Linked DNA regions of Pan troglodytes: region 1 is linked to region 2. Evidence: chromatin contacts called from public HiChIP or PLAC-seq data. All regions are on one chromosome and are shown on one strand. Each heading gives the region's core, a stretch centred on a gene start, on an enhancer-like site or on the middle of the called end of the contact. The rest is flanking DNA. Distances are from core to core; before and after follow the strand shown. Region 1 holds the start of CDH24 (cadherin 24). Region 2 holds the start of PRMT5 (protein arginine methyltransferase 5).

Evidence for each region. HiChIP or PLAC-seq counts read pairs in DNA pulled down with a chosen protein or histone mark.
Region 1: a contact with region 2 is called in an H3K4me3 HiChIP or PLAC-seq map of stem cell-derived excitatory neurons, with 2.2 times the contacts expected there. The contact joins the promoter of CDH24 here to the promoter of PRMT5 in region 2. A contact is called at or near these places in 1 of 7 Hi-C or Micro-C datasets (stem cell-derived neural progenitor cells) and 1 of 1 datasets of contacts at active chromatin or transcription factors (stem cell-derived excitatory neurons).

What each region holds. Positions count from the first base shown.
Region 1 is chr15:21,426,104-21,430,228 of NHGRI_mPanTro3-v2.0_pri, reverse strand. CDH24 (cadherin 24) reads left to right here and starts at 2,355. Exons shown (of 12, transcript XM_016925878.4): 1 at 2,355-2,495; 2 at 4,040-4,125. It overlaps ACIN1 (apoptotic chromatin condensation inducer 1), which reads left to right. Exons shown (of 19, transcript XM_016925873.4): 19 at 415-1,325. The coding sequence ends at 741.
Region 2 is chr15:21,295,226-21,299,282 of NHGRI_mPanTro3-v2.0_pri, reverse strand. PRMT5 (protein arginine methyltransferase 5) reads left to right here and starts at 2,263. Exons shown (of 18, transcript NM_001280364.1): 1 at 2,263-2,387; 2 at 3,024-3,142; 3 at 3,428-3,513; 4 at 3,983-4,057. The coding sequence starts at 2,278. TRNAR-ACG (transfer RNA arginine (anticodon ACG)) reads right to left here and starts at 1,938; the gene lies at 1,866-1,938. It overlaps LOC134808343 (a long non-coding RNA gene), which reads right to left and starts at 2,030. Exons shown (of 3, transcript XR_010151072.1): 1 at 1,887-2,030.

The DNA of each region.
Region 1 (4,125 bases), core at 1,106-3,605, 130 kb before region 2:
GAGATCAAGACCATCCTGGCTAACACGGTGAAGCCCCGTCTCTACTGAAAATACAAAAAAAATTAGCCGGGCGTGGTCGCGGGCGCCTGTGGTCCCAGATGCTCGGCAGGCTGAGACAGGAGAATGGTGTGAACCCGGGAGGTGGAGCTTGCAGTGAGCCGAGATCGTGCTACTGCACTCCAGCCTGGGCGACGGAGCGAGACTCCGTCTCAGAAAAAAAAAAAAAAAAAAAAAAGGCTGAAACTAGGAGGGAGAGAGGTGCTCTAAGAAAGACAGGATGCAGTTGTTGAGCCCCCAACCCCTTCCTGTTTAACTGAAAAGCTGACCCTGAGCTAGGAGGCAGGGTCCAGGCACAAATGGAGGCTGTGACCAGGACTGAGCTGCCTATTCTCTGCCTTTCCTACCTGGCTACAGATCGTTCAGAAAGAGGCAGAGCGGGCCGAACGGGCCAAGGAGCGGGAGAAGCGGCGAAAGGAGCAAGAAGAAGAAGAGCAAAAGGAGCGGGAGAAGGAAGCCGAGCGGGAACGGAACCGACAGCTGGAGCGAGAGAAACGTCGGGAGCACAGTCGGGAGAGGGACAGGGAGAGAGAGAGAGAAAGGGAGCGGGACAGGGGGGATCGAGATCGGGATAGGGAAAGGGACCGAGAACGAGGCAGGGAAAGGGATCGCAGGGACACCAAGCGCCACAGCAGAAGCCGGAGTCGGAGCACACCTGTGCGGGACCGGGGTGGGCGCCGCTAGGTGGGAAAACACTAGAGCTGCAGGTACCAGCCACTCGGCCCCAGGGGGTTATGGCCACAGAGGGATAGGCACAGTCTCCACCACCCTGGAGCCAAGGGTCTTTCACATCACCTATCCCTACATACATACCAAATGGAAAAGTGGCCATCCTTTTCCCCCCAAACACACCCCCTTAACCTATCTCTTGGGACTTAGCCCGACCCTCCCTCTCATTTCCCATTAAGTCTGAGAGGCAAGAGCTAGGTTAGGCAAGGAGGTGGTTGGCCAGAGATGGGGAACAGCCAGGTGCCCCAGTCCTCTGATTTTTCCTCCATCCTGCTTACCACCTCCCTGGGTACTTACAGCCTTCTCTTGGGAACAGCCGGGGCCAGGACTGGGTCACCTATGAGCTGAATCAGCATCTCCTCCTGAGTCCCAGGGCCCCTGCAGTTCCCAGTCTCTTCTGTCCTGCAGCCCTTGCCTCTTTCCCACAGGTTCCACTTTCTATCCACCTTTTCCTTTTGTTCAATTTTTATTTTTATTTTTTTTATTATTAAATGATGTGGTCTATGGAAAAAAAAATAAAAATCTGACTTAGTTTTAAACTGTGTGAGTGGCTTTCGTTGGGCAGGTTAAGAAGCCACTGTGGATATCTGAGCGTGGACATCTGAGGATATCTGGGGTAGGAGTTGCTCTCATTCCATGTGTTCCTTTAGGCTGACTGCTTCCTGCTTATTGAACTTCCCAGGAAGTCTTTTATCCCCTGCCTTGGCCCTGACCAACCCAAAGCTGTGGACCTTCCTCATTCGGGAAGGCATGGAGCAACCTGTGTCCGTGGCGGCACCCCAGCAGGGCTAGGAGGGTGGGTCCTCTTCTGGTTCCTGGTCCTGTGCACGGTTAAATTAGGGATTTGGTCACCTGCCTGCCACCTTGGTGCCTCCCACAACTACCACCAGGGGGCGGCAGCTCCTCGCTCTGTTGGCCCTTGTAACCGAGCTTCCCAAGAAGGGCTCCACTGCCCGCCTCCGACCTCCCGCCGATGTCGTGCCTCTGTTCCCGAGCCGCTCCCTGGGCCCGGGCCTCGGACTCTCTGGACCCTTCTGCCGTCCTTAAGTGTCCCCCAGCTGACCTGCTACCGTGCTTTGCATGGGCTCTCAAAACGCTGCCGCCTCGCAGCTGGGATTCCATCCACACCAGTCCCAAAAGCCAGCCGGGAACCGGGAGCCCGGAGCCGGGTCTCTCCGCAGTGGGCTCCGAATTCCCCACCTCACCGCGCGCTCGCCCGTTTTCCGCTGCGGGCGGGGACTGGCAGCTTCGCGCTCCCGGGTGCACCCGCCCCGCCAGCTCTTCGGAAATGGCCTGGCGCCGTGGCCTGGACGTCCTCCCGCCCGAGTGCCCTGCCGGGCGCTGCGGGCCCGGTCCGGGAGGGGCGCCGCATCTGTATGCGCCCCGCAGCCCAGGAGCGCCGAAGGGGCGGACGCGCGGCACCGCCCCCGCCCCCGCCCCCGCCCCCGCCGCGCGGGCCCGGCTGGCCGGGGAGGGTCGGAGGCTGGGCTCTCCTCTCCCGCGCGGCGCGGAGCCGCCTCGCTCCTCCGCAGGCGGAGCCTTCTTCCCCCGCCCCCTCCGTCTCGCTCCCTTGTTCTCGCCGGGGCCGCTCAGACCTGCAGCGGAGCCGCGGCGCCCGCTCCAATCGGCTCGGGGCTGCGCCCCCGGGACCCGGCGACGGGGGCGGACGGGGGCGCTTCCCGCCGGCCTGGGCCCCTCGGCAGTGCCAGGTAAGGGCGCCTGCCCCGGAGCAGGGGTCGGGAATCCGCGGAGGGGTAGGAGGGGGCCCGCAGCCTGCGGGGGTCTTCGGAGGGGTGCGCTCCGTGGCTGGGAGCCCGCTGCCGGCTCCCTTCTCCCGCGCTCTGCCTCTTTCCCTTCTCCCCTCGCACCTCTCTCCCTCTTTCTTCTCTCGATTTCTCTTCACCCTTCCTTCTCTGCCTGTTTGCCTTCCTTATCCCTTCCCTCTGTCTCCCCAACCCTTCCCTCTCCCTCTTGTCCTTTTTCCATCTCCTCTCCCTCTTTGCCTTTTTCTTTCTCTACCTTTCTCCCCTTTCCTGTCTTTCTCTTTTCTCTTTCTTGCTCTCCTTTCCCTCCCTCTCCTCTCCCCTTCCTGCTATCCTGTTTCCCACTCCTCTATCCCCTTCCTTCTCGCCTCCTCATCCCGCCTTCTCTCTGGTCCCCAGCCTTCCTCCGGTTTCCCCCTTCCCTCGGGAGCAAAGGGACTGTCAGGTGTGTGTCTGCTCTGAGGGAGGAGGGGCAGAAGCCACAGCTACCTGAGGGGTCCTCCCCCCCGCCCCTAGGAGAAAGGAGAGCAGTGGGAAGGGTCTCCTCTCTAGCTCCCTTCCTGTGGCCCCTCCCTGCCTCCACCCCTCCTGTCTGCTCCTTCTCCCAGAATTAAGTTCCCGAGGCCTGGCTTGACACCCCCGAAGCTGAGGTCTGCCCCTGCCTGCCCGGAACTGCCCCGGGTGACCCGTTTCCAAGCCTGGCCCCTAGGACTCCTCTCTGCCTTCAGACACCCAGGCTGCTGCCCTGGTCTCTCTCATTCTGTCTCTTGCCACTGTTCTGTTTCTGTCTCTCATCCAGTCATTTCTCTGCCGGACAGTCCCTGAGTCAGTCTAGCCGTCAGTCATTATCTGTCTCTAGCCTCTGGGTGGACCTCTCTCCCCGGTCACCTCCCCCTGTCCCCCACCCTGTATCCTCTTCCTTCAGCTCTGGCTCCCAACTCCTGTCTCACGAGCCCAGTCCCCCTTCAAGGACTGCACTGGCAGCGTGGGCTGGAGACAGGGCCTGGAGAGTGGGGCTCCCCCTTGTGGGGAGGGACTTTCACAGACTCTCAGCCCTGCCTGAGGCTGCACTCCTTGTCATCTCATGCTGACCCTAGACACCTTAAGGCCACACCTCCATGAATCCCAACTCCGTAATTTTAAGCCCTTTCTCTGGTAGCCCCGCCTCCTCCAATACCTGGCTACGTGCCCAACCTGGGAGGACAGAGACCAGATTTGGGATTCCAAGCCCTCCCAGCATCCCCTCTCCTGTGTTCCTCCCCAGTTCTCTACTCAGAGTTGACTGACCAGAGATTTATCAGCTTGGAGGGCTGGAGGTGAATACATGCAGAGCCTGGGTGGAGGAAGGATCAGCCTCTCTGCTCTCTGTCTTAGTCTGAGTTCTGGGCAGTGGAGTGTCTGGTTCCTTGGAGGTCTGGTCTTCAGCATCTAATTTTGGGGGGAGGAGGGCTAGGGGTTTCCTTGAGCCTGAGCAGCTGCTTGTCCTGCAGGTGTGGATCCATGGGGTAGCCTCAACGCATCTGCCCCTCCACCCCAGCCAGCTCATGGGCCACGTGGCCTGGCCCAGCCTCAGCAC
Region 2 (4,057 bases), core at 1,014-3,513:
TTGAGATGGAGTCTCGCTCTCTCGCCCAGGCTGGAGTGCAGTGGCGCGATCTCGGCTCACTGCAAGCTCTGCCTCCTGGGTCATTCTCCTGCCTCAGCCTCCTGAGTAGCTGGGACTACAGGTGCCTGCCACCACACCTGGCTAATTTTTTTTGTATTTTTTTTAGTAGAGACGGGGTTTCACTGTGTTAGCCAAGATGGTCTTGATCACCTGACCTCGTGATCCGCCTGCTTCGGCCTCCCAAAGTGCTGGGTTTTTTTTTTTTTTTTTTTTTTTTTTTTGAGACGGAGTCTTGCTGTTGCCCAGGCTGGAGTACAATGGCATGATCTAGGCTCACTGCAGCCTCCACCTCCCACCTCCTAGGTTCAAGTGATTCTCCTGCCTCAGCCTCCTGAGTAGCTGGTATTACAGGCGCACGCCACCACGTCTGGCTAAATTTTGTATTTTTAGTAGAGATGGGTTTCCTGATGTTGGTCAGGGTAGTCTCGAACTCCCGACCTCAGGTGATCCGCCCGCCTCGCCCTCCCAAAGTGCTGGGATTACGGGCGTGAGCCACTGTGCCCAGCCTGGCCTTCATGGTGCATTTTTTAAATGCTTTGGTTTTTCCGACTTTCCTTTCCTCCTCCCCCCGCCCCGACATTATTTTGCTCTTGTTGCCCAGGCTGGAGTGCAGTGGCGTGATCTTGGCTCACTGCAACCTCCGCCTGCCGGGTTCAAGCAGTTCTCCTGCTTCAGCCTCCCGAGTAGCTGGCCGAGTAGCTGGGATTACAGGCGCCTGCTACCACGTTTAGTAGAGACGGGGGTTTTTCATGTTGGCCAGGCTGGTCTCGAACTCCTGACCTCAGGAGATCCACCCGCCTCCGCTTTCCAAAGTGCTGGGATTACAGGCGTGAGCCACCGCGCCCGGCCGGTTTTCCGGCTTTCATTCTTTTGGGGCACTTGCATTGCACCCAGGGTTCCCCAGAACTTATCCTACCCCACACCCTTTTCGTATTTCCTATGGCTCTGTCCCCAACGAGCTATGGTGATCTCAGTCGCATGGCCTCAATTCTTTTCTTCTGGCGACCTCCATCCAACTTTCTATTACACAGCGCCCCCTAGACGTTCAATTCAGCATGACCAAACCCAAACCCTGATTTCCCAAACCCTCTTTTCGCATTTCTTGCTCACTGCATGGACAGAATCCTAGGCATCACCCCCTACTTTGCTTTCTCAGGACTCCTTGCCAGTCGGTCCCTAAGTTCTGCCAGCGGCGCCTGCGTGGGGTCTCTTGTACCGTGTTCTCCTCTCCATCCTTGCTGCCGAGCCCTCAACACCAGTGGGCCCCCTGCCTTCTGGAGTTCCCATTTCCCTCCCTATGTCTTTCCTTGCTTCCTTCCTTTCCATCTCTAGCAGCTAATGACATGAGAAAATGTAGATTCTCTCTGGCCTCCATGCCAACCAATTTCATGACTGCTGCCCACTGTAATTAATGAATTCCTTTTCTCTATCTTGAGGTGTGTGTGTGTGTTTAGGCGTTTATTTACACCTTTTGTGTTTGAAACACAAAACACTACTTCCTAGAATCACTAGGAAGTAGTAGCTGAGTTAGCAGTTTATTTTAATATGTAACATAGTAAGGTGACAAAGCTCATTTTAATAGCACCAGCCATTAACCCAGTTTTCTCAGTGTTCATATGGACGTAAATAATGACACAAGAAAAACACTTTTGAGGGTAGTTACGGGAAAAGCTGACATTACATGGCTGCATAACCCAACCGACTCAGGACCTGATAATGAAAGCGTGAAGATAATAAAGCATCAAACTGCGAAAGGAAAGGAAAATTACAAAATGCTCACGCAGCGAAGCTGCGAGAAGCCCCACCGAGCCAGCCAGGAGTCGAACCTGGAATCTTCTGATCCGTAGTCAGACGCGTTATCCATTGCGCCACTGGCCCCGAGATAGCATTGTTTTTCTCCGTGATGATACTTCAAGGTTATACTGCAGGGTTTCATGGGAGGTGTAGTCTCTCAACGGAGTTCTGCAGATGTACTAAGCATTCTGGGAGATTGAAGTTCGTCAGGAACCAGACCCTGAGATTGGTGGATCCATGCCGTACGCCACTGTGCAGCCCGCGGATTGGCAGGAAAAGCCACTCCCCATCCCTCCTGTTCGGGAGCTGTGGCAGACGCTCTGGTTGTTAAGGCGACTCGTCCCGCCTTCTGGGGCACTAGTTTGACTTTGTGATTGGCTACTAGTATCAAGGAATCCCGGCGTGGACAGCGCGAGGAGAAAGATGGCGGCGATGGCGGTCGGGGGTGCTGGTGGGAGCCGCGTGTCCAGCGGGAGGGACCTGAATTGCGTCCCCGAAATAGCTGACACACTAGGGGCTGTGGCCAAGCAGGGGTGAGGGCCGGACCTCCACGAGCGGAATGCGGGGTCCGAACTCGGGGACGGAGAAGGGCAGACTAGTCATCCCGGAGAAGCAGGGGTGAGGGGGTCGGCTAGGATGAGGAGGGGAGAGACTATTACTCTTTGGAGGGGAGGAGCCTCGGACCCAGTAACGTGAGGAAAATAACTTGTGGGAGGCCTGTGGTCACTGAGTCCCAAAGTTGGGAGAGTTGTTGGGTAAACTCTAAAGGGCCCTGGAGGTCGCGATTATTGTCTGGGAGTGGGAGGAGGTGTTAGGGGGCAAGGGAGAGAAGAGGCTAATCTTGACGGGGGAGGCATGGGCAGAACTGGGGCAAATCTGGATGTGATGGTCTTGGAAACATAGTGACACCTGAGGAGAAAAAAATTCTACTTGTGGATATCCATCATTTTCTCCTTACTCATATGTCCCATGGCTGTGTTTTAGGGAGAAATTGAGGCACAGTACAGCAGAGTTGATATCCCCCAAGGTGGTCTGAACTCAGCAGCCTAGTAGGCTGAACTGATGGCAGCTGAAAGGGCTGTGCAAAATCAAAATAGCCTAAATCCAGTTGCTTGGCTCTCTGGCACTGCTGCTCTCTTTACATGATTCTGGGTCTGTCGCGGTTGTAGGTTTGATTTCCTCTGCATGCCTGTCTTCCATCCGCGTTTCAAGAGGGAGTTCATTCAGGAACCTGCTAAGAATCGGCCCGGTCCCCAGACACGATCAGACCTACTGCTGTCAGGAAGGGGTAGGGACCATCCCATATGCCCCTTAATTATTAGAGGCAACAACAACTTCTGCTTTATCGGGGCCCTCATTCTCCTCCTTTTCTGACTTGGATATATTTGTTAGTCCCTGGGATATAGATAACTTGTTTTCTCCTTGCTTCTCTATTCTGCATCAGGCTATCCCATGTCTATGTAGAAAAAACCTTTGTCTCTCATTTCTACTCTTGATTCCCAAAACTAAAAATTGAACAAGTAAAGTGCTGAACCTTATTCAGTATTTGTCTTTCTTGGGTGGGGGAGTGCAGACTGGAATACGCTAATTGTGGGAAAGCTTTCTCCATGGATTCGTCCAGACTCAAAAGTGGAGAAGATTCGCAGGAACTCCGAGGCGGTAAGACTGTTTGACTTCTCTGCTGGATTTTTCTAACCAAGCTGGGTGGGGAGAGTGGTCCCCTCCCATCCCCAATAACTTGGTAAATTAACTGATAGAATGAAATTAAAGCTATTAGGCTGGGTGCTGTGGTGCACACCTATAATCCTAGCACTTTGGGAGGCTGAGGCTGTAGGATCACTGGAGCTCGGGATTTCGAGACCAGCCTGGGCAGCGTAGTGAAACCCCATCTCTATAAAATATACAAAAATTAGCCAGGCATGGTGGTGCATGCCTGTGGTCCCAGCTACTCAGGAGGCTGAGGAGGGAGGATCAGTTGAGCTTGGGAAGGTCAAGGCTGCAGTGAGTGGAGACTGTGCCACTGCACTCCAGCCTGGGTGACAGAGTGAGACTTTGTCTCAAAAAAAAAAAAAAAAAAAAAAGCTGTTTGCTTGTTAGCTCAAACTTTTCCTCTTCATCTCCGTTCCAGGCCATGTTACAGGAGCTGAATTTTGGTGCATATTTGGGTCTTCCAGCTTTCCTGCTGCCCCTTAATCAGGAAGAT